Regions from separate parts of the Mus musculus genome. Here all the other regions are linked to region 4. The links are chromatin contacts, called in public Hi-C and promoter capture Hi-C maps. All regions are on one chromosome and are shown on one strand. Each heading gives the region's core, a stretch centred on a gene start, on an enhancer-like site or on the middle of the called end of the contact. The rest is flanking DNA. Distances are from core to core; before and after follow the strand shown.

Region 1 (7,053 bases), core at 3,513-6,012, 1.2 Mb after region 4:
CCACATATAGCTGTCTCTTGTCAGACTATGCCGGGGCCTAGCAAACACAGAAGTGGATGATCACAGTCAGCTATTGGATGGGTCACACGGCCCCCAATGAAGGAGCTGGAGGAAGTACCCAAGGAGCTAAAGGGATCCGCAACCCTATAGGTGATACAACATTATGAACTAACCAGTACCCCGGAGCTCTTGTCTCTAGCTGCATATGAATCAAAAGATGGCCTAGTCGGCCATGACTGGAAAGAGAAGCCCATTGGACTTGCAAACTTTATATGCCCCAGTACAGGGGAATGCCAGGGCCAAAAACTGAAGTGGGTGGGTAGGGGAGTGCGCAGGGGTGGGTATGGGGGACTTTTGGGATAGCATTGGAAATGTAAATGAGGAAAATATATAATAAAAAATTAAAAAAAAAAAAAAGCAACACTAGCAATGAGCCTTCTCCTTCTCCCCAGGGAGGTTTTCAGACCTTGAGGGAGCTGATACTAGATCTGATTCCACAGAAGCTCTTGCCCTTGGGTTAAAAATGCTGCTACTACATACCAAAGCATATTTCTATAAAGGCTGTAAATAAAGTGAGAACTAAAGGGCTAAACCATTGTCTAGTCAAAAAAAAAAAGAAAGAAAGAAAGAGAGAGAGAGAGAGAGAGAGAGAGAGAGAGAGAGAGAGAGAGAGAAAGAAAGAAAGAAAGAAAGAAAGAAAGAAAGAAAGAAAGAAAGAAAGAAAGAAAGAAAGAAAGAAAGAAAGAAAGAAAGAAAGAAAGAAAGAAAGAAAATACTTCAAGCCAGGTTTAGTGGCTCATTCCTATGATCCCAGTGCTCAGGAGGCAGAGGCAGACAGAACTCTGGGAGTTTGAGGCCAGCCCACTCTACATAGAACGTTCCAGGGCAGACAGGACTACATGTCTCAAAATAAAATAAAATAAAATAAAATAAAATAAAATAAAATAAAATAAAATAAAATAAAATAAAATAAAATAAAATAAAATAAAATAAAATAAAATAAAATAAAATACTCCACAAGCTTCCCACAGGCCAATTTGGTGCAACATTTTCTCAACTGAGGTTCCTCTTCCCAAATAACGCAGTATGGTAGTTTGAATAAGAATGGTCTCCATAGACTCTTGTATGTGAATGCTTAGTCACCAGGGAGTGGCATATTTGAACGAGATTAAGATGTGTGACCTTATAGGAGGAAGTGTGTCACTATGGGTTGAGCTCTGAGTTTTCAAAAGCTCATGAGGAGCCCAGAGTCTCTTCCTGATCTGGGTGTAGAACTCTCAGCTACCTCTCCAGCACCATGTCTGCCAGCGTGCCACCATGTCTGCCAGCGTGCCACCATGTTCCCCAGCATGATAATGGACTAAACCTCTGAAACTGCAAGCAATCCCCCATTAAATGCTTTTCTTTATATGAATTTCCATAGAATAGTAACTAAGGCATCTAGTGTAAGACAAATTAACATAAAACTAGCCAGCATGCTCTACAAATATGGCCTTGTGGTAAGAGGCCTGAGCCTAGAGCCACCACCTTTACTTGCTTGGCTGTTTGTACCTTTAGATCTGTGTGTCTGTTGTGGGGTAAACTTACATTCAACATAACTCAAACATCAGATCAATGCAAATGACAAAATTTTATTGCAATCAAGCTGCTACTGATTGATTAGGGCCACAGAACAGACTTGGGAACTGAACTTCAGGGTGGGCTGTATTGCACTCTCCAATCATATTTTGGTAAAAGGGATGTGAGCCAGGGAGTTTTCACCAATCATGTTAGGAGTAGGTTCCTGGGCCTGGAAACAGGATCCTGGTTCAACCCTTCCAGCAAGATGGAGAAGCTGTCTCTACTCAGACAACTGCTCCTCTGTAGTCTCCCCCAGCCTTGAGCAGCCGGCTCAGACCTGTTCTGCCACTGTGAGCAAGACCACCTAGAGTGGAGCCTTCTGACCTAGATAGGTCTATTGTTCTGCCACCTCTGCGGGTTTTCTCCAAGACACAGCCACTGGCTGAGAGGCTGAACCTGAACCTGAGACATTCCTAAGTAAGCAACAGCCTGGTGACAAAGCAACAAGAGCCTGGCGTGGCCAGGGATGAGCCTTCCCCCTTTATAAGCTCAGACTCTTAAGTAAACTTTGGGCCTTGATCATTATCTTTGTCTTGGTCTCGTTATTTCTCTGGATATTTTCTCCCATGCAGCCCCAGCCTCCCTTTCGGGAACCTGGTTCGTACAGCTGTGGGCGGCTACACTCCTTTCCAAGTTGTCCCTGAGATGTTGGGATTCAGACAACTGTTTCCTTATAGTAAGACCTACTCGTCTATTGGGAAGTCCCCAGCTCCCTTAGGGCTTGGGATCATGAATTTCTTTTTTCTCTGTGATTAAATGGAGTGTAAAAATGAAACAGTAATACTTAGAATCTAAGTTTCTTTTGCTTGTTCCCAACATGCCTATCTCCACGTGGCTTGTGTGTAGCCAGTATGTGCCTGGTGCCTGCTGGTGGCTGCTTGCCTGGTGGCTTTAGGCTGGAGTGAAAGATGATTGTGAGTCCTCAAAATCTCTCCAGCCTCCTGGCCCCCAGTGACCCTCCCCCTTTCCTGCTTTGGGAACATGAACCTCACACAGTAGGAGGGTAGGGAAGCTAGGGACTGAGCAAGAATGGAAGTGTAAGAGATGATAACAGGATTTAATAAGAGTTGATAACCACTCTTGGTTACATAGCGACGCTGAGCCCACCCTGACCAAATCAGACCCTGTCAAAAAACAACAAACAAACAACCCAGAAAAATAACACTCATTCTATTAAAAAAAGAAATTTTTTTCTGCCTATGAGCATTGTACAATAAAGCTTGACCCAAAAAATTGCAGGATAAATTGTTCAGCGGCTTGGTCCTTCTTTATACTTTTCTTATATTCCTCCTTCAACAAAGGTAACCCCAGAGCAGAAAATAATCTTCTTTCTTTCTATTTTGGTGGGGGGTAGTATGATGATAGAACCCAGGGACCTCTGTGCACTAAGCAAGTGCTCATTGACGGAGCTCCATCATAACCCATGCACTCTTTTTTTTTAAGCTCCGTTTTGATAGCGTAGGCATCTTAATTCTTCCAACACCTTCCCTTTTCTGTGGGAACAGAAGGCAAAGTGGAATAAACTGTAAGAGAACCTGTATCAAACAGAAGAAAAGGCCTAGCCTCACACAATCTTATCTAAGTGCACAGGCACTAGTTGGTAGGGAGGGTCTTCCTTCTTTGGGTGTTCACAGGCCACAATGAAGAACTTGTATTGCTTATCACTACTATAGCGGCAGTTAGGATAGGCTCCTCCAGTGTGTGAGCAGTCAGTCATCTTGACAGGTTCTGCGCTCTCGTGGCAGTTCTTCCGACCGTTCTTGCAGGTGATATTGTGCAAACTGCAGGTAGCAGCCACATTCTGGAAAGATTCATGCAGAAAGGTGTTTATCTGTTTACAGTGTTGGGTATAATTGTTGACACCGCGCATGGCTGTGTTGCATGGTTGACGACTTGTCTGTACGTGCTGAATTTCAAACCAGTGTGCCCTGGAGAGACCCTTAGGCTGAGAGCAAAGTAGATACATCGGCTCCCACAGCTCAAGCAGCAATAGGAGAGGAAGGTACCTGGGAAGGTCTACCACCATGTTTTCTGTGTAGGGAAAAGGAAGATTGTGGTGATAGAAGAAGCAATAAGAGCAAACGTATCTATCACAACTAGCTTGATTTTTCCCCCTTCCTTTTATGATTTCATAGCTCCTAAAAAATGAAGTAAGCTAGTCTCATATTCAAATTCTATGAAAAATTTGAAATCCAATAAGGAGGTCAGAGACGAGTAGGCTGGCCTGATTGTCACCTCTCATCCTCTTTGACCTAAATTCATACATGAATGCTTCCTGTTGGGATCACAGCACAAATGCCCGTGCATCCACAGATCTTCAGAGAAACCAGAAATGTTAAGCACACAAGATTGTCTTTCCAGTGGGAAAGAGGAAAACCCCCGACCTTCCATCCAGAAAGCTGACAACTGGAAGTGGTTAACATTCTGGTGACCTGTGTTATCGGTTGGGCCAGCTATATGAAGCTCCTGCAACCAGGACTGAAGGTTGCTCTTAATATAAATGACTCTTACAGTCAGAGGCTCCCCCAAGGTTCCATAACAAGGACCAGAATTGACTAATGACCCAAATGACCTCTATGCTCTCTGTATGCCTGAAACCAGGCCAGACCTTTAAGCCCTTAAGCTAGTACAGGTAGCTTATCTTTAGAACCTATTTCTTTGAAGAAATGACACTACCCTGAGTTGAGTTTCAATGTTACTACAGTTCCTTGTGCATCAGAGATTGAATTATGCCAGGAAACTTTTTTTTCCAAATTATACTGGGTTTAAATACACTGGGAATAAACCGCCTGTTATTAGACTCTCAGAAGTCCGATCCAGTCAATTTGTACCCAATCTTCACTCTTATCTCTTCGTGGGGTTCCCTTCCCTGTATGATACCTGCAGTAACACCCCCCATCCTCCCGCTGCAGCTTCCACCTGTCATCCCTTGGTCCATGTTTATCTTCCCTCTCCAGTTGGCATTTCCCAGACAACTCCGCTGCCTGGCCAGGGGCCTGAAGCACCTCTCTTACCTGCTGGTTGTGCTGGGCTCCTATGGTGAACAGGGCCAGATGATCCGTCCCAGGCTCAGAATATTTTGTTTGTTTCTCTTCTTCAAGCCGGTCACAGCTGCCTAGGTGGGGCACAGGAAGGCTTATTTTTAAGCCTATGAAAGAGAAACCTTAGATTTTGCAGAAGTACAGTGGGGTAAGACTCTCCACCTCCTAGTGAGCTCTTTAACAGTTCCAATGTCAGCGAAGAGGAAGAACAAACTCAACTCAAAAACCAAGTAGCCTCAAAGCTCAGAGGTTTAAGGACCTGATCACTTGCTGTGGGCTTAGCACTTCCTTTTTCACTGTAGCTTCCGTTTTTGAAGCCCTATGATTTTAGGTTTTTTTAACAAAAAAAAAAAAAAAATATATATATATATATATATAGCTGGTGCTTTTGGCCTCTTTGGGCACCTGCAATTACATTCATATAGTTCCTTTACCCCATACGCATCTTTAAAAATAGCTTTAAAAAAAAAACAACAACAAAAAAAACTTTTAATTGATTTTTTGAGAATTTCACATCATGCACCCAATCCCTCTCGTCACTCATCCCTCCGTATCCGCACTCCACCTTTGCACCTTCCCCACGGAAAGAAAACAAACATCTCACAGAGTGTATAACAGTATGTGCCACAGTAGACCCTTTTGTCCAAACATCTTTACTTGCAGATGTTCATTGCAGTGAGTCTTTGGTCTGGTTTGGGGACTCTGGCTTCTGCTAAACTATCAATACTGGATCCTCACTGGGACTCCTCTGGGATATCCTGTTATTGCCATGAGTCCTGGAGATCTTGCAGCTATGGTTCTGGAGGACCTGCCCCTTCATGTGCTCTGCCATAGATAGGGTAGATGTAAGGGTGGGCAAACTCAAAGCCCTGGATCTGGGCCTGGGTAGTAGCTGAGTTGGTGAGCCTAATAGCTCTCCTTTGCTCACACCAACTTGGCCAGATCTACTGTACTGCCCAGGCAAGGTTTAGGGTGCTCTCCAAATGCTACAGCTGGCAAGGGGTGGGGCCAGCTCTCCTATCTGCTTCAGGTGGCTAGCAGTCGGGGGAGGGGAGGCATCTCTCCCACGCCCACACCAACAGATGGCCCCTGAGGACAGCCAGTGTTTCTGCACTCATACCCTTGGGGCCCAGGTCACCCACAATCCTTAAAACCAGGGCCAGTTCTACTGTGCTTCTCCATATGGTGGGGGAGGGAGCTGATTTGAGCTGCAGCTGATGAAGGCCTGAGCCCTCTCCCACACTGCCCAAGTGAGGGATAGGATCAGCTTAGCATAGCCTAGTCCCAGGTGGCAGTCTAGACCAGAGACAGCCACACAGCCTTTGGTGATATCATGGGCCACAGACATCAACACAGACCCCTCCTTCTGCAGGGCCATGAACCCAGACATGGTTCTCAGTGGGAGCACAGGCCAGGATCTCATCATGACCACAAGCTATTCACATTAGGCTGTTCCTCACTGCCTTTGAGTCTCCAGTTCCCTCTCTCTTCATAGAGCACACATCCTTATGTCTCTCTTTCTTTTCCATTTCTCCACCACTCACTTGCTCATCTTAGTGGCACCTGTGCCTCTGGGTGTCTTCCATGTGGCACCAGGCAGAAATTGTCACAGCCAGGTAGTGGTTGGGTTGTCAAGGGCATGTTCTGCCCCCCACCCCCAAATAGCTTTTAAGGTTAGCTTCTTCTTTGACAATGCTATAAACCTACACAGACTCCACTCTGATCACACTCTTGCCTCCTCTCTTTTTAATTATGCATTTAATTTATATATATGTTTTGGTTTTGTTTATATATATTTAGTGTATATGTTTTGACACTGCCGCTCACACACACACACACAAACTTGTGTCATGGGGCGTGTGTGTCGATCAGAGGACAATTTGGAAGATCTGGTTTTCCCTTTCTACTGTAGGGATTCCAGGAATCAACTCAGATAATCAGGCCTGATGGCAGGCTCCTTTATCTGCTGAGTCCCCTCACCGGCCCCTTTCTCTTCTCCTCCTCCCACTCCAGCTCTTTCCCCTTGACACCAGATATTTGCATTGTTTAGTTTAGTTTAGTTTAGTTTAGTTTAGTTTAGTTTAGTTTAGTTTAGTTTAGTTTAGTTTAGTTTAGTTTTTGTTTGTACTTTGTGTGCCACTGGGTTTCAACAGGACTGGTCTTGTGGGCATGACTGTAAACCTTTCAACTGGAGCATGGGTACATCACTGAAGATAATGACTTCTCCTGGAGCCATCAGCTACAATTAACTCCTTGGAGAGGTCTCATGAGCCTCTCCTGTATCTACAACTGAATATTAATGGACTCAGTCTTGTGCATTTCCTGGCAGGCAGCCACAGATATTGTGAGTTCAGGCATGTCATGGCCTCATTGTGTCTGTAGGACAGACAGC
Region 2 (7,407 bases), core at 2,120-4,619, 2.0 Mb before region 4:
CCTGGGAAGGGAAGAATTCCTGGGTAAAGCATCAAGAATGCTTCCTGAGAGCACAGACATTTTGCCTAGAATACACTCTTCAGTTTTCTCTCCTCTTAAAGAGATCATTTTAGGAAGCCCTCCTAGTCTCCACAGTGAGTTCCAGGACAACGAGGGCCACATAGAAAGACCCTGTCTCAGAAGAAAAGGGTAATAATGATGATGATAATAATAATAATGATAAAAGAAGACATGCTGAGGAAGCCATGGGAAGCAAGCCAGGAAGCCACATTGCTCTATGGTCTCTGCTTCAGGTCTTGCCTCTAGGTTACTGCCTTGGCTTCTAAACTTCATGATGGATTGTAACCTGTAAGCCAAATAAACATTTCCTCCCCGAGTTTGATTTGGTCAATATTTTAATCTCAGGAACAGAAAGTGAACTAAAACAGCCTCATCCATCTTCGGCCTCCTTAGCCCGGCCTTAGACAGAACCCTAAGTCAGGTTAGCAAGAACTGTCACGTGGTGTGCCCTGTTCCCCCATCTTTAGATCTGATCCAGTGAACCAACTTCTATTTTTTTGTGTTAAGTCCTTGACTTTTCTTCAGCAAGAATCTTGCTGAGTTCACTCAGAAGAAACTCCCCGTCTTGAGGTCTTTAGTAATCTCCATCCACTGACCTTGTCCGTTCCTTAGCTCTAAGTTCCCCAGCTGTTCCTGTAGCATGGGGAACTGGGAATGTTATCATCCCAGTGATGACAGGTCGAGGGCGTTGAGGGACCACTGTCGTGGAATACTTTGTTGTCTGTCTGTATCCTCCCTGCAAGCCAATGATTTTCTTTCCTCTAACCCATACTCTCCTAATGAGGAATCAGGGGGCTCAGTGGACCCAGGTTGGGGAAGATCCTGTATCCTTTCCAGGCCTTTTAAAGGGGAGGAGCAAACTGTCCCTTCTACTTACACTGGAGGATCCTGGCTTCCACATTCTTCAGTTGAGACATGGAAGTGGGGCGCCAAGTGGGGAGCCAGCTACTCAGCCAGCCCTGAGGCCTACAAGACACAAAGGTACTTACTGACAACACTGGAAAGAAGCCACTGTTCCCAGCCTTGCTGATAGCTCCTAGAGTTATCAGGGTACAAGGTGTCTCCCAACTTCAGGAGGCCTGCCCTTCATGGTCTTCAATATCAGCAATGCCTAAGCAGTCCGATAGATACACTGTTACTCTTTCCTTAGGCAAATGGCTATTAAGAACAATGGCCCTTAACAGATAGCAGATACCATGAACACAAAACTTGACTCTTTTGTATTTATTACCTTCCTGGAGCTTTACAACTCCTCTTTGTTGCTGGTTATTTTAATCTATGTTCAAGGAGATTACAGAGGGAGAGGGAGAGACTTTCACTAATATTTCCATTATTCTTTGTCACTCTCAAAACTAGCTGTTATTTTAGGGTATTACAGACAAATTCCCATGCCATCTGCTGTCATGCATGCTTCTGGAAGTTTGGGGTGCTGTTAGTGCCTGATTGGGGAATCCATCCATCAGGGATGAATTTAGAGCTGGGGCAGGCAAGGACCAAGGGGTAAGATATCTAGATTCATGTCACCAAAAGACACAGGTGGCCTCTGGCCCATTTTTCAGGTTGTAAAACTAGGAGAAAACTTGCCTATGTCCTAGAGTAAAACTGGTAACTTATCCTACTTTCCCTTTCACACCCAGTGACTCAGCCACTGAAGAGCAGAGGTGCCAAGCACTGGCTCTGGAGTATACAGAACTCCTGGGTCTGAACTATAGACCCACAAGTGAGGAACGGAAGGGGTTGAGGTCCAGACATACAGTGAACCTTGACAGGTGCCTGCCACAAATGTAGTTCTTGTTCTACCTTTCCTGTCTTGCATGCTTTCTCTCTTTTTGTGAACTCTGCCTAGGTGAAGGTAAGAGGATGGTTGCAGCAAGGGCTTGTGGGTTTGAGCAGGAGAAGATGATGGCATCCTTGGCGGAACCATCCCAGCTACTCATAGCATACACAATGGGCACCCTGAGTATCATGGGAACTCGCTGGATGAAGCACCAATACCTAGACCACAGATCTTGGCCAGTCTCAAAAGAGAGACTTCCTCTTTGCATTGTAGGCTATAACAAGTCAGACCATGACACCTGAACGAACCCCACACATCTCTAACTCTGGACAGCAGAGCTCAAGAGAAATGCTTCCCTATGAGACAGCAACACTGGCAGCAGTCCACACAGGCCTGGAAGGGGTGGGGGTTGGGGGACAGGGAGCTATGGGCACAGCTTGGCCTTTCTTCTGTACAAACAATCCAGAAAGAGAAAAGGCAACAGTGCCTGTCACACTGTGTGTCAGTGCTATTAGGGAGGTGAGAGCTGAGGTGGGAGAGTGAGGCAAGCAGCCTCTTAACATTGAGCAAGTCTCTGAATTTCTATGGGCATCCGCATCTGTTGCTTTATTTGTAAAACGGAGCTGAATGACCTGAGTCTTCTTTGGCTCTAGTGCCGTTTCCCGCAAGTCACTGTAGGCACCATAAATTTCCTCTTAGAAAGCAATACTCTTCTTGGGCAGTTCTTTTAGGTCCCTTACACGATTGTTTACTATTGATACAAAGTTATTTCGTTGTTCTGCAGATCCAAAAGGACAAATATTAGGTCAAGGGAAGGCCCTGTTCCTGTGAAACCCTTGGAGCTGAGTCATTCTCCTCTAAGCAACTTTTTCCCGATCCTGTTAGACCACCATCACACAGGTGGCATCTCAAACTTGATGGCCTTGGGCGAGCAGTAACCACATCCCAATCTAACAAACCTACTTCTGAAACCACGGCAGTAAGCATGTGTTTATGATTAAGAACACTATCAACTAGGATTGCAAGCAGAACGTAAAGGCGGCCAAGGGCTAAAGGAATTTGCAAGCCAGTTCCACACTAATTCCATCGCAGTGGAGACTTCTCCTACCCATGCCTTGTCCTTCAAGGGCTTTTCACACCCACGACTTTAGTTCCGGGCAAGTCTCCACAAGCACCACGTCCGCATCGGGAAGAGCTAGCTTATTCCTCGTGCTTTACCACTAATCTAACTGGGCTACCAGAGGGGCGATCGCGAAGACTAGTGGAAAGTCAGAGTCCCCAGGCTGAACGCAAGCTTAACCCTCAACACTCTCCCAGCTCCGCAGCCTTCTCATCTCTCAGCGCTCCCGGGGCTCCTGAGCGCAACCCATCCCTCCCTGGAAGCCAACCTGAAAGGAAAGGCGGGGAGTCTGAAGCTGTCCGCAACTACAGACAGTCCCCGGATCCTGGCCCGGACAGATAGAGACAGAAAGAGAAACGGACAGGAGTAACTCACTGCTGCTCCAGATCATCAGCCATAGTAAACAAGCCCTGCCGGGTCGAGCTGAGCCAGCCCATCCCTCCGCTCGACGCCAGAACCAGCTGACCCAGGGAAGTATCGGATAACAAAGGGGGCGGGGCCGGAGGCGGGGCCTGGGTCGCTAGCGGGGTTCTAGCGGGCAAAGTTGGCAGACCAACCGACTCAGCACATGGACAGCAATCAGTTGGGTGCTTCCTTCTGTTTGCTCCCTCTGGCCTGCGTCCAGGCTGAACACTACGGTCCCACAAAAGTAGGCTCCTTAATCCGGATCACATCCCTTTGGGGGACAGTGAGGGAGACAGGAAGACAGGTAGTTTAAAACTCAAAGTTCCTCACTGGAATGCCACCAGCCCCGCCTCCACACCTCCTTCAATTAAAGAGTGAAGGAACTGCTTTGCCTCTTGCTCACGTTCTCAAGCTTCCCTCTGTATCTCAGGTCACAGACGCTTCATCTGCCTTGGTAGTCCTATGGAAATGGTTTAGATGTCCGTGGAGTCATAAGGGTGCTTCCTATAAAAGGGCCTCGGATATTGTAACCCAAGATTTCCCGGTTCCAGAAATACAAAAAGCATGCTGCCTAGTTAAATTTTAGACAGCAAAGTTTAAAGCTAAGTAGGCTCCCTGTAGTATTTGGGGCATCCTGTATTCACAGCTCTAAGATGAGGGGTGACACCTGTCAGCATAAGCATTTCTCTGTTCTGGGGATGTCTTGCCTCAACCTACTTTCCAAGGAAAAAGTAGCAGTATCCTGCTTCCTTCCATTCGGTGGACCTCCCAGAGGAGGGCCAGTTAAAGGCCTAACGCATAAGGCTGGGCGTGATTAGGTATGTGGATATAAGATTAAGGATGTGGGATGTGAAGTGACTTAACCCAGAAGTTTTGAGCACATTTCAGGCTGGCTCGGCAGAGAGGCGGGACACATCTTGAAGCTGGCTTCAGAATTCACTTGAAATGGCAAAGGGGGTGTGGCATCCCTGGAGCCGCTCCCTTTCTGATTATCCACTGCAGTAGTTTAATCATACTTAAGGGGAAAGAATCTACTGAGGACTCTCTCTCTCTCTCTCTCTCTCTCTCTTACACACACACACACACACACACACACACACACACACACACGTCAAGGTGTATGTGTCCTGGGTTGGCCTCACATTGGATGTGTATCTGAGGATGATCTGTGCTTCCGAGTCTCCTGTTTCTATCTCTGGAGTGCTGGGATTATAGGGTATTCTGCCAGGCTTGTTGATTCAGGATTGTGGATCGAACCCAGGGCTTTCTGCTTGCTAGCTAGGCACTTTAGCAGTGGAGCTATGTTCCTAGTCCTACAGTATTTTTCTTTGGTCTTCTTGAAAGACCGAAGAGAACCTGAGATTTATTCTTTCCAGAAACACAATGTTAAACTGATCATTATAAGGGTTTAAAGTTGAAGAGAACTGGAATTTTCAGAAATGTCCATCCATGATTTTAGCCAAGCTCAGTGGTCCCACAATTCACTATACACAGTCATTGGGTAGGCTTGATAACAACGCAGCCTCCTGATTGCCATCCTCAGAATCTAATTCAGTTAGTTTGGTTTGAGGCTAGAAAGCTGCTTTTTTTTTTTTTTTTTTTTTTTTTTTGCATTGAAGGTGCTGGTGTTCCAGAAGACACACTAGTTAAACAAATAGAACCCATGGCCAGAAGTCTGGGTTAAGTTCAAGTTCTTAGCTTTGTCATTTATTTCCTGATCTTGGGCAAGTCATTTTGTCTGGCTGCTGCTGCTTCTGGAGTGTGTGGCTTGTGAGAATTCACTAAGGCAATTCAAAGAAGATTTAGCATATGTACTTTAACAATGATGTATCTTATGTCCAAAGCCAAACATTATGTTACACAAAGAATCCAATGATAAAAAGAAAGGAAGTCATCTTTTTTGGTGGTCCCCCCCCACAGACTCCCCAGGCTGGTTTTGGAGAGCTGGCAACTATGTAGTCAGAACTTAGTTCAAACTTCCCTCCTTCTAAAAGAGACCCCCATCATCAGGGCACCACATGACTTTAGTTTATTTTCCTCAGAACACCATTTTAAAAGGCTCTTGCATAATCCATACTCATTTGCCCCTCCTCCAGAAATTAAGTTTCAGGGGGGAGTCTTGTCTGTTTAGCACCCTGCTTTGCTCCCTGCCCACAGCAAGGTATGTGCTTGGCACTTGGTGAATGCATGGACAAGCAGGCTAGTAAGCATGCCTGGCTGACAGAATGAAGCATTAAGTGCTAAGAATGAAGTACTAAATTCTGAGGGTACTAAGTACTAAGTAGCTGACAGAATGAAGTACTAAGTTCTAGGACAACAAAAGCTCCCATAATCTGATAACCTATAAAATGTGGGTCCTTTTGGGAAAGGCTGATCAGGTGCGACTGGTATTAGGACTTTAGATTCTAGAACATATATGCAGAGAGCATTAGTATTCTGTCTCCACATGTTCCAAATAAGCGTTAGCATAGTTGTTTAGAAGGAAGAATTTCAAGTATATGGAAAATGTTCTTTATAACAAAAGTTATCCTAAGGTATTCCCAGAATTGATATAACTCAGGATTGAGTAGATCTTCTAGAATTATATACAATGAAATGAACTCTTGGTACCTACTCTAGACAGGCCTCTGGAGAGAAAAATGTATTCTCCCCTTCTTATCTTGAAGTCAAGACACATATGGAAGAATATATCCTATCTTAAAAACATATCTTTTAAAACATACATGATTTGATACAAAAAGAGTACATAAAGTACTGTACTTTTTTTTATTTTTTTTCTGGTTTTGTTTTGTTTTTGTTTTTTTTTTTTGAGACAGGGTTTATCTGTGTAGCCCTGGCTGTCCTGGAACTCACTCTGTAGACCAGGCTGGCCTCCAACTCAGGAATTCACCTGCCTCTGCCTCCCAAGTGCTGGGATTAAAGGCGTGCACCACTACTGCCGGGCTGATAATATAATTTCTTAGGAGAAAGAATGGAAGAATCACAGAGTATGCCCCCTCTACTCTCCCATATCTTATATTGTGGAGCACCTTAGTAATGAAGCCTCTAAGGTCTTCTCTGACTTCTGATTTGACTTAAAACCCAATGTGTCTTTGCCAGTCATCAGATTTACAGTGCTAGCATCATCTTTTGCATGCCCAAAGTATTGGAGCTTTGCAGTATGGCCGAGTTTTAATTATTTGGAGAAACAGAGGTCGTTCATGTCAGAATGAATAATTGTTAGCAAGTGCAAACATCTTCTGGGCATTTATCATGGGCTCTGGACTTTGCTGCTTAATGTTTGACATTATTTCATTTAACCCCAACGAAAACAGTGCTGTGATTCAGGTATTGTTATTTCCATGTCATGGAGATGGAAAATGAGACCATAGTGGCATATACCTGAAATTTCAGCACTCAGTAAGCAGAGGCAGGAGGATTGCAAATTTGAATCCATTCTGGGATACATAGTAATTTCCAGGCGAGGCTACATAAAGAAACCTTGTCAAAAAGAACACAAAGAAGGAAAGCAAGAATTAAATGTTAAGTGATCAGTCTCAAGTTAAGTAATTAGTAGTATGTAGAATCAAAGTTTAACACCCTCTTTGTCTGACTCTGGAACTTGAACTTTTATCTACTATCCCTCTGCACATGAGCTTTTTACACATAGTAATGTTCTGACTCACACTACTCAAAACCAATGACCGTATGAATCCCTATTGAGAGTTTAGTTATGTTCATATACTGAACACAAAACAAAACTTTTCCGTATTGTTAATTCAGGTAGCTGAGAAAATCTGGAGTTCAGAATGGCTTTGTCTTAGAATGAGTATGCTTGTCTCAATAAGTGATGTCTTGCATTGATTCTGTCTTCCTAGGGAACTCCTATGAAGATGTTAATGACAAAGATCAAAGGCTAAGACACTTCTGGAAGGTGCTGGGATGATGGCACAGGAACTTCTGGAAGAATTCATTACTGGATAATTAGAAACAGCCAGTTAGCCCATTTGGCCTTAAGTTGACGACCAGAGGAATCTGTTCTACTTGTGCTGAGACAGGGAGAAGG
Region 3 (7,672 bases), core at 1,613-4,112, 1.4 Mb after region 4:
TTCCTTATGTTTGGAAGGGTAGGTAAGACCATTGCTGGCTGGCTGCTCTCTTCCAGGGGTTGCTGTTTAGGGTAAATAGGCAACATTGCCCCTAAGCCTGGATCCTAAAGATGGTTCTAGCCATGCCCTTCCTGTACGTGCTCCCGAGAACCATTCCTGTCCCTTAATACATTCCAGGGCAGGGTTGGGGTGGGAGATGGGAGGGGGTGTTCCCCTCCCTCTGTGCACCATTAGGACCTTGCTGCTGCTATTGCACTTCACCAGGGGCTGGCTCTGGCCTCAATACCCAGTCTCTTCTCCCCACATTTCTCGTCCTGTGGGGTGGGGTAAGCCACTGCTCTGTACAGAACTATAGGAACTGATGTGTATATATATAACTATTTAATATGGGATATGTTCCCCTAATCCTGTACTTCCCTGAATTCCTCCTTCCGATTTTACTTCCAGTTGCAGTATTGAACTGGGCTGAGGTAGGGTCACTGTCTTGGGAGAGGTTAGGGACTCATCTGTGCTTGTAAATAAATAATGTCATGACTCTAACCTTTCCCACTTAACAACTTTTGTGTATGAAAAAGGGAATATGTAGTTTTCACAAAGGGACAAAGAAAGCCAAGCTGAAAGTAGGGCCTTTTATTTCTCTTGGATTGTCTAAAGGAAACCAGAAGTTTGGTTTAATGTTTAAAATGAGGGAGCACATACAAAACCAAACACCTGAAGGCTAAAACACCAGACTTCTGCAGAGAGAGCCATCTCCCAGGCAGGAAGCTACTGCAGGAGGGTATCACAGTGCTAGGTAAAGGGTGATGGGACAGTGGTCACTGCCAAGAGCCTTGGACCGGATCTTGCTGTCACACAATGCAGGTAAAAGAGAGTGGGAAAGCAAAAAGTAATCAAGGCGCCAACCAACATTCTTAGAGCGGGCATTCATCATGTAAGTCCAGAAAGTGTAAGCGTAAGCAGTGTTGGGGTAGAGATGCCGGAAGCTGTCAGCCAATGGTACAGCTTGTAGCAGTTCCCCAAAACCTTGGCGCTCCTGGGGAGTAAAGCCAGCATTCTTTTTGTTTCCTTTGGGGTTACGGAGGTCAATTTCTTCATGAGCCACATTGAGATCCCCACATAGCACAAGAGGCTTTCTGGAAGCCAAGTCCTTTAGAAACTTTCGGAAGGCTTCATCCCAACGCTGTCGGTATTCCAGTCTTACCAGACCCCTGCCTGCATTGGGAACATAGGCTGTTACCAGGACAAAGGACTCAAATTCAGCCACAATCACCCGGCCTTCTTGATCATGTTCTTCCTCGCCTATAAAAATAAAAACCAGTGTAAAAATTTTAAGAAAGGTCTAAGAAAAAGTAGTAGAGTTAACTGAAGAACATTCAGACATGAATGTCATTAAGGTCTCACCAATGCCATAAGAGACTTTTAGCGGGCACTGGCGGGAAAGTAGGCCCACACCACTGTATCCTTCTTTGTCTGACGGAGCTGACCAGTACTGATGGGTGAGTCCAGGCAGCTCTTGCAGTTCAGCCGGGAGTTTGTTCTCCGAGCACTTGGTCTCTTGGAGGCACAAGATATCTGGTGCTTCTTCCTTTACCCACTGAATGGAAATGTGGAAAATTAAAATTTTATGTGCTACATGCTATACACAGAAGGCATTCGAGCAGCAGAATATAAACAAATCTTGTATGTGAGTGAGTGTCCGTTAGTCACCTGACTGGGGTGCTGGAAACCTAACTGGAACCTTCGGAAGCACAATGTGCTGTCAACTGCAGAACGCTCGCTCCCATTTGGATCTTAAGTAGTTACTGGGATTGAGGATATGCTAAGTAACCCAAAAGCGGGGGGGGGGGGGGCAAACAGTCTAGACTAGTTTTTTTAAAAAATGAAATGAGGGAGTTGTTGGGGTTTATATAGGCTTTTAGGAGCCCTCCACCAACCCCCCGGGGGGGCATCTACAGACGCGAAAAATAACGTTTCAAAGGAAACAAGATGATTGGTCCTTAAGACGAGTCAACCAAGAAAGGTCTACTTCCCGATTCTGAACTGTACTCACATCCAAACCTTTCTTTTTAATCCAGGCTCGAAGCCCATCCACATTCCAGGAGCATATCTTGAGTGTGGCAGATTTGCCACTGGGTGAGGTTTTCTGATCTGGAGGGTCCTCGTACAGGACAGGGCCCTCTCCCGCGGCCTCCTTCTCGGTTTTCTTTGCTGCCCCCTTACTCTTCTTGGTCTCTGGCTCTATAAAATGGGTAAAGTAGTAAGAGCTGGCAGTTCCAACCTCAGGCCAGAGTTAACTCTAACCTCATTAGGCGTTCTAATTACACAAACTTCTCGGAACCCAGCAACGTAACTTGGTCCATATTTACCGTAATTCATGGCGGTCTAGTAAAGCCCTGAACTTGCCTGGGGGGTGGGGTTGGGCACGCTTACCCGACTTGGGTTCTTCCCCGTCGTCGGCCGCCGCTTTCTTTCCCCGCTTTGGCATCGCTGTGACGAAAGCCCTTAGGCTCCTGGAGCACCGAAGCAGTGTTTACTGCGCTGCCTGCAGATAAGAAACGATGAAATCAAAACACAAGGAGAGGCAGCGAGGCGCCTCCCGTAGGCGTTTGCACACCCGGGGCTGCGGTTCTTCCGGCCTGGCCCGCCACGAGCAATGCAGCCCCTCGCCCGCGTTAGGCCCTTCAGCGAGCAGGGTCGCGAAACGCGCTAGAACAAGGTACCTGACCTCCCAACGAAGCCAGAGACCCTCACGGCACAAAGAATGGAGTCTGCCTGTTCCCACGTGGGCGATTGGTGTGGTCACGTGATTCGAGGGCTCCGCCCCCACGTGGTTCTGGAGCGCGATGATTGGTCCTCCTGGCACCTCGTGACATAACTTCTGGCGCCCGAAAGTCCCTTCGCTTGGTTCTGGGTTGTTCGTGGTAGTGCCGGTTACAGCTCGTCACTCGGCCTCACGACCGGGAGCCGTGAGGCACCATGCCCGCGGTGCTGGGGTTCGAAGGCAGCGCCAACAAGATCGGCGTGGGCGTGGTCCGCGACGGCACGGTGCTGGCGAACCCGCGGCGCACTTACGTCACGGCCCCGGGCACCGGTGAGTGGCTGCGGCCGCGCTTCCCGGCTCCTTGTCCAGTTTTGTTCTGTCCGATATTCCACACTGTTGCCTATGTCAGATTTTACAGGCTTCCCCACTCCAGACTCCCCTGATTGTGCGTTTGGTTGGTAACTTTTGACTAGAAGAGTCAGACACCTGGGGCTAGGTCACGTGGGTTCGTTCAGGTTTTGTTTTTGGGTTTTTTCATGCATTTTTTTGAGACAGGGTCTCTCCTTGTAACCTTTACTGACCTGGAACTTGCTGTGTAGACTCTTGACTGCTGGAATTAAAGGCATGAGCCACTACCCCCGGTTGTATTCTGATTTTATCGAGCAACTTTAATGAGCTAAGCATCCGAAAATATGTGTTCCGAGGCAGCGCTGTAGATGCACATAGAGATTGGTTTACACTGCACCGTGATAAATATAAAAGTAATCTACAACGAGGAGGGAAAGCTGGAGGAGTTCCTGTATTTTCGATCTGTTTTAGGTGTCTGTTTTTCGGTACTTTTAGAATGGAAATGGGTATCAGTGGGTTTGGACAGTTATGTGAAAAGCACCAGGCACTGCACGACTCTCAATATAGTTACAAGTTGTATTTTGCCTACCCTCTCCCAAAACTTGCACACACATATAACCTGCATGTACCTCTGAAGGCTCCCTAAGCAGGTGAAATGTTTCAGGTTACATAGTAGAAATATATGTGTGTTTAGGACTCACTCTTGTAGGCTCTAAAGCACAGAGGCTGAGATACGTGTGGTTAAAGGGAAGCTACTGACAGTTGTAGTGCTGTAGTTATCATATGTTAAGTCCAACGATATGACCTTTCATAGGGTTCTATGGAATTACAGGAAAAGTTAACAAAGAGTAGGAAGTTTGTAAAACTCAGATTGCTCCTGAACATTGTGTGTGGACCAGCACCATCTCTGAAACCCCAGTAGCCTATGTAGAGGTTGGAAAGCTAACAGAGTGTGTGGTGCAGTCTGTAATGGTGACACCTGGGAGACTGCGACAGGATCTGAGTTTAAGGCTGTCCTATGTTGTGACCTTGTCTCAAAAGTAGAGATTTGAAAAGAGAATATCTTGGGCTGGAGAAATGGCTCAGTGGTTAAGAGCACTGATTGCTCTTCCAGAGGTCCTGAGTTCAATTCCCAGCATTCACATGGTGGCTCACAACCATCTATAATAGGATCCAATGCCCTCTTCTGGTGTGTCTGAAGACAGCTACAGTGTACATACATAAAATAAATAAATCTTTAGAAAAAAAAGAAAAGAGGATGTCTTAAAACCTAGGCAAGTAGAGTATGTTTTTCTACATCGTTAAAACGTGTCTTTGTTGGTTTTTTACTTCTTTTTTTTTAATATTATTTTTATTACGTATTTTCCTCAATTACATTTCCAATGCTATCCCAAAAGTCCCCCATACCCCCGCCCCCCACTCTCCTACCCACCATTCCCACTTTTTGGCCCTGGCGTTCCCCTGTACTGGGGCATATAAAGATTGCATGTCCAATGGGCCTCTCTTTCTAGTGATGGCCGACTAGGCCATCATTTGATACATATGCAGCTAGAGTCAAGAGCTCCGGGATACTGGTTAGTTCATAATGTTGTTGCACCTACAGGGTTGCAGATCTCTTTGGCTCCTTGGATACTTTTTCTAGCTCCTCCATTAGGGGCCCTGTGATCCATCCCAGAGCTGACTGTGAGCATCCACTTATGTGTTTGCTAGGCCCCGGCCTAGTCTCACAAGAGACAGCTATATCAGGGTCCTTTCAGCAAACGCTTGCTAGTGTATGAAATGGTGTCATCGTTTGGGATGACTGTCTATGGGATAGATCCCTGGATATGGCAGTCTCTAGATGGTCCATCCTTTTGTCTCAGCTCCAAACTTTGTCTCTGTAACTCCTTCCATGGGTGATTGCTTCCAATTCTAAAAAGGGGCAAAGTGTCCACACTTTGGTCTTCATTCTTCTTCAGTTTCATGTGTTTTGCAAATTGTATCTTATATATCGGGTATACTAAGTTTCTAAGCTAATATCCACTTATCAGTGAGTACATATCATTTGAGTTCTTTTGTGATTGTGTTACCTCACTCAGGATGATGCCCTCCAGGTCCAACCATTTGCCTAGGAATTTCATAAATTCATTCTTTTTAATAGCTGAGTAGTACTCCCTGTGTAAATGTACCACATTTTTTGTATCCATTCCTCTGTTGAGGGGCATCTGGGTTCTTTCCATCTTCTGGCCATTACAAATAAGGCTGCTATGAACATAGTGGAGCATGTGTCCTTCTTACCGGTTGGGACATCTTCTGGATATATGCCCAGGAGAGGTATTGCGGGATCCTCCAGTAGTACTATACTATACTATGTCCAATTTTCTGAGGAACCGCCAGACTGATTTCCAGAGTGGTTGTACAAGCTTGCAATCCCACCAACAATGGAGGAGTGTTCCTCTTTCTCCACATCCTCGCCAGCATCTGCTGTCACCTGAATTTTTGATCTTAGCCATTCTGACTGGTGTGAGATGGAATCTCAGGGTTGTTTTGATTTGTATTTCCCTGATGACTAAGAACTTTGATCTTTTCTTTTAAGTGCTTCTCAGCCATTCGAGATTCTTCTGTTGTGAATTCTCTGTTTAGCTCTGTACCCCATTTTTTAATTGGGTTATTTGGTTTCTTAGTGGTTAGCTTGAGTTCTTTATATATTTCGGATATCAGTGGGATTAGTGACAATTTTTTCCCCATTGTGTAGGTTGCCAGTTTGTCCTATTGACTGTGTCTTTTGCCTGAACAGAATCTTTCCAGTTTCATGAGGTCCCATTTATCAATTGTTGATCTTAGAGCCTGAGCCATTGGTGTTCTGTTCAGGAAGTTGTCCCCTGTGCCAATGAGATTGGGGCTCTTTCCCTTCAGTGTCATTATATCTCATCTTAATGTGCATTTACCACATTTAGGTTTTGAAGAGCTTTTATTTTTTTATTTATTTTTGGCTAATGACATTTCTTGCTGTTTATTTGTCTTATACTATGGAAAAGATGTTAGACAAAAAGTAAGACTAAAGCCAGGTGTGGGAGCATAAACCTGGAATTCCAGTACTCCAGGAGGCAGAAGCAGGCAGATCTCTGAGTGTGGGGCGACCCTAGTCTGTATAGCAAATTCCAGGCCAGCCAGGGCTACATCATAAGACCTTGTCTCAAGATAAACAATAAAAAATGGAATCAAGTCATTTACTCTGAGTTTAGAGAGGGAGGGAAAGCAGTGGGGGTAGCTTGGAACACCAGCAATACCTAATATTTGGTCCCTGGAACTGCTAACAAACAGAGCCTTGGTTGTTCAAGAACTTGCAGAGGAGACAGACCGAGCACTGAAATGGCTATCAGAAGTTGGCTACGACCTGTATACTGAGAACAGTTGTGGAAGCGGACCTTACAGCTAAAGAAATACATACCAAAGAAGTCAGAATGGACCAATCAGTGATTATCGAATATTTGAAAACAGCTGAAAAGTTAAAATGAAACAAAACAAAAAAACCCTCAGTAAGTTGATGCCTCATAAACAGACTGAAAATCGAACAGCCATTGTTTTCAGTTCTCATGCATGAACCATTTCTCAGATTGTGATGACAACAAGTAGACTGTACAGGAAAACTAGTCACAGCCAGCTTAGTGGCTGGACTGAGAAGCCCCAAAGCCAGACTTTCACCAAAAACAGTCCAGTCACTGGTGGTCTGCTGCTGCTCTGACCCACTACAGCTTTCTGAATCCCAGAGAAACCATGGCATCTGAGAAGGGTACCCAGCAGATCATTGAGATGCACCAAAACTGTAACTCCTGAAGTCAGCAGAAAGAGCCCTATTCAGAGCAATGCCTGACTGCATGTGGCATAACCAGTGCTTCAAATCTGAATGACCAAAGTGGAGCTTTGCTTTATCCACCACATTTACCCGACCTCTCATCAGCTGACCACCGTGTCTTCAGAACCTTGACAACTTCTCTCAGGGAAAACATTTCCACTACAAGCAGTATGCAGAGAGAGCATGCTTTCCCACCGCAAGCAGTATGCAGGGAGAGCATGCTTTCCCACAGTGAGCGGTATGCAGAGCATGCTTTCCAAGAGTTTGTTAAAACTTTGGTTTGTTGCAGGAATAAACTCATCTTTTTGGCTTATTTGTGTGTTTGTTAGTTTGTTTGAAACAAGGTCAACAAATCCCTGGCTGTCCTACTCTGTAGACCAGGCTAACCTCAGACTCATGGAGATCCACCTGCTTCTGCCTTGCTGGGATTAAAGCTTTGCACCACCACCACCCAACTAACTGGTTTGTTGGCAAAGTGTGTTAAAGTGGTTTGTATTTTGATGAATAAAAATGTATTGGCACACGCCTTTAATCCCAGCACTCAGGAGGCAGAGACAGGCGGATTTCTGAGTTTGAGGCCAGCCTGGTCTGCAAAGTGAGTTCCCGAAAGCCAGGGTTATTCAGAGAAACCGTGTCTCGAAAAAACAAAACAAAACAAAAAAAATTAGTGATTTAAGGTTCATAGCCCCATATCACAGATCCCTTTGCACCAGCCTAGCACCTGCCTT
Region 4 (7,223 bases), core at 2,589-5,088:
CAGGAATGGAAGGCTAGCCTTGGACCACATACACTCTATAAAAGAACTAGATCCTGAGACTCCAGTCTTTGGTGGTGAGGTGCTGTTCTGCTACTTCTGACAGGAGGCTCCCAGAAAGACAGAGGTGAGTAAGTGTATTCTTTACTCTGCTAAGAAAACAGAGCTATCTGATTCTAGATGTTCCTATCAGAGGAGTGCAGGAGGCCCTCATTAACACATGGGAATCCTGGGAAGTTGGGGGAGTTAAGTAGGGAAAAACAGCTTTTTTTTTTTTAAGATTTATTTCATGTATGCGAGTATACTGCCGATGTCTTCAGACACACACCAAAAGAAGAGGGCATTAGATCCCATTACAGATGGCTGTGAGCCACCATGTGGTTGCTGGGATTTGAACTCAGGACCTCTGGAATAGCAGTCAGTGCTCTTAACAGCTGAGCCATCCTTCCAGCCCCAGCTTTTGTTTTTAATTTCTGGCAAAGCTTTATATGTGTGTGTGTGTGTGTGTGTGTGTGTGTGTGTGTGTGTGTGTGTGTGTGTGTGTGTGTGTATCCCCTCAAACTCAGATCCCTCCCTGAGCTCTGGGAGTGAAGGTGTGCGCCACCACCACCCAGCATTTTCCCCCTTTATAAGATCATAATATCACTAAACTTTCATGCTAAAAGAATATAACTGGCTTTAAAAGATAAAAGCACAATGTCTCAGGCTCAGATTCAGACAGGCGCAGTGGCTCACCTATAGCACTGGGATGTCCTGTGAGATCCTAGAGATAACTAACAAGTCCACCATAGAACTGTTCTTAAACACAATCCACTCAGCAACCTGATACATTTTACAAACCTCTGTAAGATCCATTAAATTCCCCTTGGCATACAGATGTACTGCTTTTGAGATGCCCTGTAAAAACAGCTGTCTTCAAAGAGCCTGATGAAGTGACAACCTTTGGCTATCTGACTCTCTTCTACTTTTTGGCCAAAAATAGAACAAGCACAAGAAACAAGCAAACACTTGGGACTCTAATAAGTAGTCAGTTCCCAGAGCGTCCACTGCTCTGTCAGAGCCTTAGACCTGCATCTTTCTTCTCAAGGTCTCAGCATTTGCTTTCAGAGAATTCTACCCATGTCACCCAAATTCATCCATCCATCTTTCTTCCTTTCTTCTTTCTTTCCCTTTTTCTTCCTTCCTTCTTTGCTTTGTCTTGTTTGTTTTTCTTCAAGACAGGGTTTCTCTGTGTAGCCCTGGCTGTCCTGGAACTCACTCTGTAGACCAGGCTGGCCTCGAACTCAGAAATCCACCTGCCTCTGCCTCGCAAGTGCTGGCATCAAAGGCGTGCACCACCACTGCCCAGCTTCTTTGTCATTTTTAATCCTTTAAATACTTACCTCTTTTTAAGTGTTCTGTCCATTATAGCAGCTGAACACACGTGAAGACCCAGGATCCAAGAGAGCAAATATGGGCTGCAAATCTTGGTTCTGGAACTCAGGAAATACCACTCTTGCCACATTCTGTTAGTTTACTAAATCTAGGCAGAAGCCAGTTCACACTCAAAAGGGGAAATAAAATTAATAGGAAGTGTTTGGTTTCTAGGTCCCAGAATAAGGGACTGGGGTGTATATTTTACATATCAAAGCAGACCTGGCCCCCAGGTTCTCCCAGCATCCCTCCTCCCTACCTGGCATACCCTGCCCACAACCTTGAATTTGCCATTCCAGGGGCCAGGCTGCCCTTCCTGCCCTTCCCCCAGAGGTTCCTCCCTCTATAATCCAGACATTTTGCCCGCGCGGGCTCTCTCTCTCTCTCTCTCTCTCTCTCTCTCTCCCTCCCCCCCCCTCGACCCTGCTCTCTTCTTCCCCTCCCCATCTCTCCTCCTCCTTTTCTCCCCTTGTTCGAGAACTTGTTATCTTTTTCTCTTCCCCCATCCCCATCCATGGCCACCCCCCTGGCCCCAATCCTTGGGGACAGTGAACTCACTCAAGAGCAGATTCCCAGTAAACCTGCCTTTAATATGATCCTGTCTGGCTCTAATTGGCTCATTTATCAGGAATAACAGCAAGTATATACATCCCACATAAGATCATAAATTATGGGAGACATTGGTCCAACTGTGGACCCAACCCCCATAGCACAGGAGGCAAAGCTGAAGTGAGGAGTGCAACGTCGTCTCACAATCGCGTAAACCCTGACTCTGCTTTGCTGCCCTGGAGATCTCTGGCATACTATGGCATACTATGCACATATTTGCCACTTAGCTATCACCCACCACCCCCGTTTTTATTTATTTATTTGAGTACACACTGTAGCTGTCTTCAGACACACCAGAGGAAGTCATTGGATCCCATTACAAATGGTTGTGAACCACTATGTGGTTGCTGGGAATTGAACTCAGGACCTCTGGAAGAGCAGACAGTGCTCTTCATTGCTGAGTCATCTCTCCAGCCCCTTAACTTTTCATTATTTAGGGACTATTTTATTAGTTTTTGTAATCAAACTACTGTACATAAGACCATTCAGTGCAATAATAGAAATAATTTTACTTTAGTTTTTGTTTCTGGATAGGTTTGATAGCCAGCCCAGGAGATCTACTGTTCTCTGCCTTTCCAACACTGAGATAACAACTGCCTAGTCATGGGCTGGAGATAAGGCTCAGTGGTAAAGAGCACAATTTATTATTACAGAATTGAACTCAGGTTCAAACCCTAGCACCCACATTGTACATCACAATTGCCTGTAACTCTAGTTCACGAAGATGACTCCGTCTTCTGGTCTCCAGGGGAGCCAGGTATGTGTGTGTGTGTGTGTGTGTGTGTGTGTACAAACACACATATACAAATATTCAAACACAAAAATAAACCTTTTTCTAAATTAAGCTAAAACAATGTCTGCCACCCCACACAGCTTTGCCTTAAATTTATGTGGGTTCTGGGAATCTCAGAATCTCATGCTTTCACAGCAAACACTTTACTGAGCTACCTCCCCATTTCTTGCACATTTTCTTTTAAAAAAAAAAAAAAGAACAAATTTATTATATGTATATGAGTACACTGTAGCCGTCTTCAGGCACACCAGAAAAGGGCAACGGATCCCAATTACAGATGGATATGAGTAACCATGTGGTTGCTGGGAATTGAACTCAGGACCTCTGGGAGAGCACTGAGTGCTCTTACCTGCCGAGACATCTCTCCACTCATCCTGAACATTTTTAAAGAGTGCTCCCTCACGCTGAAAAAGATGGTTCCCTAATTAAGATGTTTGTCTTAGAATATGCCTGAATTCCCAGAACTCGGATATTGAGGCAGGAGGATTGTGAGTTGCAGAACCACATAGTGAAACTCCACTCTCCTTTCACACACTTTGTATAGAAAGAAAGAAAGAAAGAAAGAAAGAAAGAAAGAAAGAAAGAAAGAAAGAAAGAAAGAAAGAAAGAAAGAAGGAGGGAGGGAGGGAGGGAGGGAGGGAGGGAGGGAGGGAGGGAGGGAGGGAGGGAGGGAGGGAGGAAGGAAGGAAGGAAGGAAGATAATATTTAACTTAGAAAATCTGGGGCCTTAAGGGCAGAAATCTATGATACAGTGCTTGACCGTATGTGCAAGGACCAGAATATACAATCAACCAGACTAACAGTCTGTTCACTCCTTCCCGTCCATCCATCTCTCCACGCATACACCCACCCGTCAAACACTCACACTTGTTCTAGCCCTGCTATTTTAAATGCGTTGTCACTAACGACTTAAAGAAACAACATGGCGGGTCTGCCAGCTACCAACATGGCAAACACAGCCTCAGCGCTCCCGGAAACACGAGAGAGAACTACCGTGAGGATTACGTCCGGCTGGTTCGCCAACCGGAAGTGGCTTTTCATCTTGGCTCTATCCGGCTGGCCTTCGGGCGTCCTCGTGAGAATTAGATGTTTCTTAGTTCTAGGCTGGGGAGGTGCTAGTCCGCCGCGCCTGATTCGAGCCGAGTCCGCGCTGGGAGCTAGGATGTCGGACACGTGGAGCTCTATCCAGGCCCATAAGAAACAGCTGGACTCGCTTCGCGAGAGATTGCAGCGGCGACGGAAGCAGGACTCTGGGCACTTGGGTGAGGTGCGGGGTGGTCGGGGCGGGCCTGGGCGGGGCGAGAGACTCCTGGAGAGGAAGACAGCCCCGGGCTCTGCGCCCTTTCCGGAGCAGCCCTTTATTGGACTCCTCGATTGTTGGTTACCCCATCTTTCCCGAGTAGCTGAAACGCATGCCCACCTGCGGGAAAGCTTGCAGTGCCTCCTCCCGGGCGTCGGTTTTTCAAGCGTAACACCACACCAACATGGGTCCACTCCTCTCCTTGGGTCCCATTCCAGTCCTGTCTAGGAGAATGTTGCGTCCGTGAAGCCTCTCAGTACCTTATTCCGAGAGCCAGCAAAACCCGTTTTGTTGCTTCTGTGCCTGTTTTACCTTAGTTGTAACGTTTGCTTTGTCACTGTCTTTTCTTTCCCATGTGGGCGGGGAGCAAGGATTGCTTCTGTATATCTATCCCCAGAGCCCGGTTTAGCAGCCACAACAGGGTCCTCACTAGGACCTTCTCACTAGGACCTTAATGAATGAGTAGTGCAAGTGTTTACAAACGTAGCAAGAATCTGAAAACACTTGATTTTGGTCTTTAAACATTTTCCCCCTCCCCCTTGTATGACAAAGTTAGAAAAATTGAAGGCACTTAAAAGAGTACTACCCTAATAGCCTTCTCCAGCACAAGCTCAATTATTTAAGGTAAACCAGTTGCAAAGCTCTGCGAGAATACCGAATCCATACTACATGTGTGGGTAGCATGTCAGTGCTTTGCAGTATTCACAGCTCACAACAGCAGACCTTGGTGAAATTCAGTCTCACCGTAATTTGTGAACATTTATTGCATATCTACACTACTCATGGGTTTCGGCAAAAAGAAGACACTGCTGTTACCTTAAAGGAGCTTAAAAATCTATGTGAGAATCAAAGAAGATTAGAAGAAAAAGCAGGGAGAAAAACCCTTCATGGTGGCTCATGCCTGTAATCCCAGCACTTTTTTTTTTAAAAGATTTATTTATTTATTATATGTAAGTACACTGTAGCTGTCCTCAGACACTCCAGAAGAGGGAGTCAGATCTTGTTACAGATGGTTGTGAGCCACCATGTGGTTGCTGGGATTTGAACTTCAGACCTTCGGAAGAGCAGTCGGGTGCTCTTACCCACTGAGCCATCTCACCAGCCCATCCCAGCACTTTTTTAAACAAGAGGGATATCTGTGAGTTTGAGGCCAGCCTGGTATACACAGTGAGTTCCAGGACAGCCAGAACTACCTAGAGAGACCCTGCCTCAAAACAAAACAACAAAGCCAAAAAAAAAAAAAGAAAAGAAAAAGAAAGAAAGTGTCACAGCTACAGTATTATATATGTAAGATGCTAAATGAATGGGTCCACAGTCGCTACAATGACTAAGAAATGGGGCAAGCTTAATGGGGACTTCCTACTGGAGTTGCCAGTTAAATTTGGCCTTGATTTTTAAACTGCATTAGCCAATACAAGATTTATCAGATTACATAATTTAAAAAAGATAATAGGGCATTATGGAACACAAAGTGCAAAACATAGGAAAAGGGAATAATTAGAAACCAAGATTTGAGAGTTCGAAGCCAGCATGGTGTACATAGTGAGTTCCAGGATAGCCAGAGCTACACAGTAAGACCCTATCTCAAACACACCAGGAATGAAGAACAGTAACACTTTAATCAAAAAATGTAACAGGCACAGCAGTTAGATTCCTTGTTTTGAGTTGATAGATTCTTTGTTTTGTTTGAAATAAACCTAATAGCAAAAAGTTTGTTTAAACATATTTGGCATTAGGTATCATTGCATATTTCTATAAAATACCAGTTTTAACTATATTTGTAGCTTGAAAAGCAGTCTATGTTTCCACATAGAATTTCGGCTAGATTACATCAAAAAGGATGTTTCTTTGGCTTTAATTAGAAGTTTGAAATCATGGAAAACACTCAAGAATTTAAGACTTATTTACTAACATTTGTTTTGGTCATGGACAGCTTTCCCAAAGTATGCTCATTAAATTGGGCTAGACAAAAAAAAAAAAAAAACCCTACAAAGTCAATGTATAATAAGAATTGCCATGTTGGGTGGTGGTGGCGCACATACAAATCTTAGTTTGCACTTAGGAGGCAGAGTCAAAGGCTAGCCTGGTCTACAGAGCAAATTTCAGGATGGCTGGGGCTATACAGAGAAACCTTGTCTTGAAAAACAAAACAACAACAATAAAAAAGAATTGCCTGGAGTTTTGATTAACAAAATAAACATTTGTAGGAATAGGATTGTATTACACAGTGCTTGGCACACATGTTTGTTTGTTTTTTATGTAAGTGTTTTGCCTTCACGGAATTATGTGCCCCACATGTGTGCCCAATACCCTTCAAAGCCAGAAGAAATCTTTGGATCCCATGAAACTGGATTACAAATAGTTGTCAGCCACCATATATGTTCTGGGGACCAAACCCCAGGTTTGAACAGCAAGCATTTTAACCATTGAGCCATCTTTTCAGCCTTGGCCACATAATTGAGTATAAATGGGGAAATGGTTAATATATGACTTAAAACCATTTCAAAATCTACCTAACAAGCTAGGCATGGCATTACATGCCTATAACCCCATCAGGAGGTTAGAAATTTTTAGGTTAGCGTGGGCTAAGTAGATCCTATCTCAGACAAACAAGGCCAGGCATGATAGTTCATACCTGTAATCTCAGTACTTAGGAGGCTAAGGCAGCAGAGTTTGAGGCTGTACTGGGTTACATAGTAGGTTCCAGACCAGCCTGGACTAAATAGTAAGACCCTGTGAAAAAAATCAGGCATCTCCATGACAAAGTAGTGATATAATTTGACTTACAACTTACCAATAATAGGATAGTTGTGGTGGTATATGCCTTCAGTTCCAGCACTTGGGAGACAAAGCGAGGCAGACTTTTGGACTACATAGTGAGTTCCAGGACAGCCAGAGCTACAAAAAACAAACAAAAAAAAACCCCACCTATACTTTTATAGTCCCTATCAAAAAAATCCTTTTTTTTTTTTTTTTTTTTTAAGGGGAGGGGAAAATGTCTCACCATGTAACTCTGGCTGGTCTGGAACTTACTATATACACCAAGCTGGCCTCAAACTCAGAGCTAACTGCCTGCCTCCGCTTGCCTGGGACTAAAAGGCAATGTGCTTC

Evidence for each region. Promoter capture Hi-C pulls out the DNA fragments that hold promoters and counts their contacts. A called contact is a pair of places that touch in the nucleus more often than the background predicts.
Region 1: a contact with region 4 is called in a Hi-C map of B cells, with 5 read pairs. The contact joins the promoter of Rnase6 here to the promoter of Mettl3 in region 4. A contact is called at or near these places in 1 of 39 promoter capture datasets (pre-B cells) and 1 of 484 Hi-C or Micro-C datasets (B cells).
Region 2: a contact with region 4 is called in a promoter capture Hi-C map of liver, with 5 times the contacts expected there. The contact joins the promoter of Abhd4 here to the promoter of Mettl3 in region 4. A contact is called at or near these places in 4 of 39 promoter capture datasets (hippocampal neurons, liver and maxillary cranial neural crest) and 1 of 9 other capture datasets (pancreatic islet).
Region 3: a Hi-C map of B cells shows a contact between it and region 4, with 6 read pairs. The contact joins the promoter of Osgep here to the promoter of Mettl3 in region 4. A contact is called at or near these places in 2 of 39 promoter capture datasets (cranial neural crest and hippocampal neurons), 1 of 484 Hi-C or Micro-C datasets (B cells), 1 of 115 datasets of contacts at active chromatin or transcription factors (microglia) and 1 of 9 other capture datasets (pancreatic islet).

What each region holds. Positions count from the first base shown.
Region 1 is chr14:51,126,746-51,133,798 of GRCm38.p6, reverse strand. Rnase6 (ribonuclease, RNase A family, 6) reads right to left here and starts at 4,762. Exons shown (of 2, transcript NM_030098.3): 1 at 4,635-4,762; 2 at 1,612-3,651. The coding sequence starts at 3,646. The coding sequence ends at 3,185.
Region 2 is chr14:54,255,245-54,262,651 of GRCm38.p6, reverse strand. Abhd4 (abhydrolase domain containing 4) reads right to left here and starts at 3,369. Exons shown (of 7, transcript NM_134076.3): 1 at 3,333-3,369; 2 at 938-1,026; 3 at 1. The coding sequence starts at 3,355.
Region 3 is chr14:50,920,083-50,927,754 of GRCm38.p6, reverse strand. Osgep (O-sialoglycoprotein endopeptidase) reads left to right here and starts at 2,862. Exons shown (of 11, transcript NM_133676.2): 1 at 2,862-3,091. The coding sequence starts at 2,977. Apex1 (apurinic/apyrimidinic endonuclease 1) reads right to left here and starts at 2,806. Exons shown (of 5, transcript NM_009687.2): 1 at 2,726-2,806; 2 at 2,431-2,542; 3 at 2,051-2,238; 4 at 1,402-1,594; 5 at 567-1,299. The coding sequence starts at 2,485. The coding sequence ends at 782. It overlaps Pip4p1 (phosphatidylinositol-4,5-bisphosphate 4-phosphatase 1), which reads left to right. Exons shown (of 7, transcript NM_001033271.5): 7 at 1-540. RefSeq lists a promoter at 2,614-3,086.
Region 4 is chr14:52,301,739-52,308,961 of GRCm38.p6, reverse strand. Mettl3 (methyltransferase like 3) reads left to right here and starts at 3,838. Exons shown (of 11, transcript NM_019721.2): 1 at 3,838-4,074. The coding sequence starts at 3,975.